2 separate regions of the Zea mays genome follow, and region 1 is linked to region 2. Evidence: chromatin contacts called from public Hi-C data. All regions are on one chromosome and are shown on one strand. Each heading gives the region's core, a stretch centred on a gene start, on an enhancer-like site or on the middle of the called end of the contact. The rest is flanking DNA. Distances are from core to core; before and after follow the strand shown. Region 1 holds the start of LOC100279749. Region 2 holds the start of LOC100382753.

What was found. Hi-C and Micro-C count contacts between places; a contact is called where the count stands out from the background.
Region 1: a contact with region 2 is called in a Hi-C map of tassel, with 2.7 times the contacts expected there. The contact joins the promoter of LOC100279749 here to the promoter of LOC100382753 in region 2. A contact is called at or near these places in 3 of 25 Hi-C or Micro-C datasets (bundle sheath, ear and tassel).

Annotation. Positions count from the first base shown.
Region 1 is chr4:47,114,436-47,117,135 of Zm-B73-REFERENCE-NAM-5.0, forward strand. It overlaps LOC100279749, which reads left to right and starts at 1,262. Exons shown (of 3, transcript NM_001152707.1): 1 at 1,262-1,711. The coding sequence starts at 1,376.
Region 2 is chr4:46,582,834-46,585,680 of Zm-B73-REFERENCE-NAM-5.0, forward strand. LOC100382753 reads left to right here and starts at 1,492. Exons shown (of 9, transcript NM_001175468.1): 1 at 1,492-1,731; 2 at 1,870-1,991; 3 at 2,351-2,404; 4 at 2,753-2,777. The coding sequence starts at 1,549. It also overlaps the pseudogene LOC109945713.

The sequences.
Region 1 (2,700 bases), core at 12-2,511, 530 kb after region 2:
GTATGTTTAAATGTATAGGCTATCACTTCTAATAGGTAAACTAATTTTTTAGCGATATAGATGAAAAAAACATATAAAAACATTAAATTAACAAGCATATAGATCCCGGCTAATTAGTTGGTCATTCATATCTATATAAATGTCACATAAAACTTAGATAAAAATGTTAGAAAACATTCAAGTACCAAGTATGTAGCTCCCTACTCAAGTTTCTATGGATAAGTTTCTTTATCTATATCCACATCCACTATACTCTGAACGGTGGTGGTTCGTTGTAATGGAATCCCAATCGTCGGTAGGGGTGGTAATGAACGATCTAAATGTTAGAATCCTTAATAAATTTTAGTTTAAAAATAAATAAAAAACAGTGACCGTGATTTGATTTTTAAATTTTATAGCGTAAAATTTAGACCTTATTATCATCTAGTGCTCATACAAGATAGATGACGCGTATGTCATGACATCGGCCCGACCAACGAGACGTCTGCGAAAATGACAGGAAGCATGCACGGCAGCAGGGTAAAGGACGCCGCAGAAGACGCAGATGGCACAAACAGCCATTCTCCGGCGTCAAGTGGACTACCGACTGAGACCGGCGTTGGAACTTTCCCCTAGGCTCACCGTGGCTCCGGCGCCAAAGCGGCAGCTGACACCAAACGCATCGGCTTGGTGTCTCTCCCCCGGCGGGCAACACGTACGTCTCGGCGCATCCGCGTCGGCGTCGCCAATCGCGCGAGCCACTAGCTACTGCCGCGGCCGCGCACGGGGGCTGTGCCGTGCATGGCGAGTGTCGACACCCCATGGGTGAAGGCGTGCGTGAAGCCCGCACGTCGCACCAGAGGTAAAGGCTTGGCTTTGCGTGTCAACGCCCGTGTTTGTCGCCTCCTCGTCTCGCGGCGGTCTAGCCGAGTCGCCATCCCTCCACAGAGACCACATCACCACAGGGGTGTGTGGCGGGCCTACCCGCACACCCTAGCCGCCCGATCCCGACCCGACCGCCCAAACCGCGACAGCGACAGCGGAGACGAGCTCGAATCCCACGGATTTCGGCCGGTCCCCTCCGTCATTTTTGTACCCGCCACGCTGGGCCTGGGCTGCCGGCTGAGACCCACGCACGCACGCTTATCGGCATTCGGCAACCCACGAAAGAGCACAGCGACCGCCGACCGGTGCCGGAGCCTGCCGCACAACGATCCGGTCGCGCCCGTCCGTGGCCCAGAGAAGATCCCAACCCCGCCCGTCCGCCGCGGACTCCCGGGCCCGCCGCCTCGTCCGTTTTCCGAATCGGCCGCGCGGGGTACCGCGGCGCCGGGGGCCGCCCGGAGCTCCGTCCGAGTCCGTTGCCGGGAGCCAGCCAGGGCGCAACGCGAGCGCAATGGCGGAGGTGGGGAGCCGGGTGCGCGGGTTCCTGCGGAACCGGTGGCTGGTGTTCGTGGCGGCGATGTGGATGCAGTCGTGCGCCGGGGTCGGCTACCTCTTCGGCAGCCTCTCGCCGGTTATCAAGGCCTCGCTCGGCTACAACCAGCGCCAGGTCGCCGGGCTCGGCGTCGCCAAGGACCTCGGCGACAGCGTCGGCTTCCTCGCCGGCACGCTCTGCGCCGTGCTCCCGCTCTGGGCCGCGCTCCTCGTCGGCGCCGCGCAGAACCTCGTCGGCTACGGCTGGGTCTGGCTCGCCGTCACGCGCCGCGTCCCCGTGCCCCCGCTCTGGGCGGTGAGATCCCCACGCCACGTCTCCTCATTTTCTCATTGCTGTATTAATTATTATTTTTAACCGTTTCTATTTTACTACACGTTCCATGCTCATGCTGCCATCCCATTCTTTTTTTATGGGTTTTCCCCCCGTTACCCTGCTGGCCGCGGTGCGCGGTTGCGCATTGGTTGCATGTCGCGATCGCGTGTGCTCGCTCTACCAACGCTTAGACTTCCTTACATATTCTTTGATGGGGTGAATTTTTCTTGCCCGCGACTGTTGTTGATTGAATCGTGCACGATGCTTCTGTGGAATATATGTCGGAATTTTAGGTTTCCAAATGCAGTCGTCGTTGAAATTCCAAGCTTTCGGGTTTTGTATCGTAGCAGTGTCATACCATTATGTTCGGTTCGACGACACAGACATACAGTTATACAGATTTCGCTGCGGTTCAAGTTTCAGGGGTCAGGATCATACCCACGTCAAATATTCTTGCTCACATGGTTTCAGAACATATGGTGTTACCAGCGCTCGAATCATTTTTCAAACCATGCAAAAAACTGCATGCCCTCGGGCCTCGGGGTCGGGGATGCAGATTAGCACTTGGACTCCACTTGGAAAATGACAGATGGGCTAATTTCGTTTGTTTTAGTATACTGCTGTAGCTAATCTTCGACGTTTACTAATATGTGTCATATTAAAAGCACAACTGTACAGTTATTTTGGAAATGGATACTCTTATAATGCTGAACTTCTCGAAGTTGCATTGGACCTATCGTATATGGTTAGTTGTTGTGTAAGACTAAGACCGTACTTTTCTTGTCAATGTGGTCGCTATCTTGCTTTCCATGTGCCTCCAGGCTCCAGCTGTACCTTATTATCTAAAATTTCCTGTAAATCCTATGACGTCAGGGTAAATCATACAGTGATTTAACTGTGGTATCTTATTCTATTTTTCGAGAAAAAAAGATTTTATTTCACCCCAAAATCAGCGCATCTAGTTGATACAC
Region 2 (2,847 bases), core at 242-2,741:
CAGAGCTTCCTATGGTGCCTTCGGCCGGGCCTGACTGCCTGTCAGCCTCACTCTGTTAAGTGGCACCGCAGTCGGAGCGGCGCAGGCGGCGCTGTCCTTCTGTCAGGCCGGTCAGTGGAGCGGCGAAGTGACGGCGGTCACTTCGGCTCTGCCGGCTGGGGGGCGCGCGTCAGGATAAAGGTGTCAGGCCACCTTTGCATTAAATGCTCCTGCAATTTGGTCGGTCGGTGCGGCGATTTGGTCAGGGTTGCTTCTTGGCGAAGACAGGGCCTCGGGCGAGCCGGAAATATATTCGCCGCTGAAGGGGGGCCTCGGGCGAGACGGAAATCCTCCGGGGTCGGCTGCCCTTGTCCGAGGCTAGGCTCGGGCGAGGCGTGATCGATTCCCTCGAATGGACTGATCACTGACTTAATCGCACCCATCAGGCCTTTGCAGCTTTATGCTGATGGGGGTTACCAGCTGAGAATTAGGAGCCTTAAGGGTACCCCTAATTATGGTCCCCGACAGCGCTGATTCAAACACTACTCTGGATACCTGCAGAGTAAAACATGCACTGCTAGTATAGTAGTACTGTCATTCTTCCCTAACCTCATAGTCAAGCCCCTCTCTACAAATTATTCAGATAACACAATAGTTATCACTGAATTGGTAACCATCGGTGTGCATAACACAATATTTACCAAAATAAGAACCAACGTCGCCAGTATGGGGCCAGTGAGGTTAGGGTTGGACTTGAGCACGATCTGCTCGAGCGAGGATGATGATGTGAACAGCGCGGGCGGCGCCGAAGCAGCCGAAGATGGAGAGCGTCCGGAGGTGCGGCAGGCCACGCAGCGAGGCGGGGTCGAGCCTGGCCCCGGGCCTGCAGGGCGGGGTGGTGACGTCGGGGCCCAGGTGGAGGCGGGTGGCGCGGAGAACACATGCTTCGTCGGGCGCGAGCTCGCACTGCAGGCTCGGCCACGGCGTGTCGGTGTAGGGCCGCGGGTGGAGTTGCGGCCACGTCGTGTCACCGAGGAGGTCCGCCATCACCTGAAAGATGGCCGCCAGCTCCGCCCTCGATAGCTCCAGCGCCGGCGCGTCCCCTCCGGGGATTTCGGGTGATGGGGATCGCATCTGGGAGGGTGAGGAGGGCGCGATAGGGAGCGGAGCAGAGGCAACTGGGAGGGTGAGGAGGGCGCGATGGGGAGCGAAACAGAGGGGAGGATGTCGGGGATGTGAGGAGAGGGGACAAAACCGTGCACCATAAACGGCTACACTATAGTCTTAAGTAGTAATAGAGATATGCGTCTTATACTCTCATGTCAAACTAGCTTCGGGGAAATGTGTGAGCCTCGTGAGTCGTGAGGTGAGCCATTCTGGACGGTGGCGTACCTCAGACTCGCCCCGGAATGAAAAAGGCCGAGCAGGGCGGGGTTGTGCATGGGCCGGCCCAATTTCTTGGTGAGGTCTACGTGAAGGTAGTGGAACGAGATCACCTTCCGAGACGAGAAAGGAATCACTCGTTTTCCTCCGGGCACATTCCTCCGAGTTCGGACGGCAACGCCTTTTATGGCCGCCGTTGCCTCCTCCTTCTCGCGGTTCTCCTTCCGCTGCGCCGTCTGCCCCTCCCCGCTCCGCGTCCGCTTTTCGCAGCCCCATCCGCCCGCGCGGCTCCGCGTCTCCTCCACCGTCGTTGCTCTCCACAAGCGCAACCCCAAGCGGCTCAAGTACGCCGCCGAGCGCCAGTTCACGGTACCTTCTGCCTCAAGCGCGTTCTTCTTTCTTCTTTTAACTCTCCGGCTCTCCGCAACAACACTTGCCTTTCGCGGGCTTTCTGGCGCTGACTGCTAAGAACAGTCTCTTTGGTGGCTGGGTTTTGCGCGAACGAAGAGAGGGGATGCCGGGTTGCTGCGGGTGGAGGTGGAGCCCTCCGGCGGGGACTTCTGGAAGCTTGACCCCATTATCGACCTCATCAATCGCGGCGCCGTCGGGGTGATCCCTACTGACACCGTGTACGCTGCTCAATGCTTCACTTGGAAGTTCTGTACGAAAATCACATACCCCAATCGCAATTTTTGAGCATATACTACCAATTTCTATGCGATTGTTGCAACTTGCAAGCACATAAGTTCTGTAATAATGAAACAACGATTTCAGCCTTGAGCTTTTACAAGTTACAACCACTTACAATGCAAATGCTGCAGTATGTGCTTTGTTTTGAAGCAGATTGGTTCCACTAAATTTGAGCCTAGGAAAAATACAGCAACAAAAGATTGATAAGCTGCATTTATCCTATTTTAAATATTTTTATATGTTATATTTAAAATATTCTTGGTTGACTACAAATAACATGGGGTCATACTTTTCACAGCTACTCCGTCGTCTGTGACCTGAGTAACAATGAATCGATTGAGCGCCTTCGCAGGTAAATTCACTGCTTTGATCATTTTGGTGTAATAACTGATAAGTGATGGAGTCCAATGTTTGCTTAGAATCTTAGGCATGAAACAAGCAATTTCTATACTATATAAAGCACTGGTTTCCACGGTTTCCACCGTCGTCGTGCTCCTCCACATTTAAATGGTAAAAAAGCTAAAATTGTGCACAGATGGAGATTCAAAACATGGTTGTTAGCTCCAAACCCACATTCACACCCACCTAACCAGCTGTTTTTTGTGTTTTATGCTCTATAATTATAAATGGAAACCGTAGCAACGTACAAGTACTTTGCTACTTAGCTCTAACCAGTACTATATGCTTGTTGTCGATGCAGACTGAAAGGCATTGGAGACTCCAAGGCAAGACTATCGGAACTATAGAGTCAATTTGGGTCAACATGTTTCTGCAACGAAATATGACTTGCAGAGC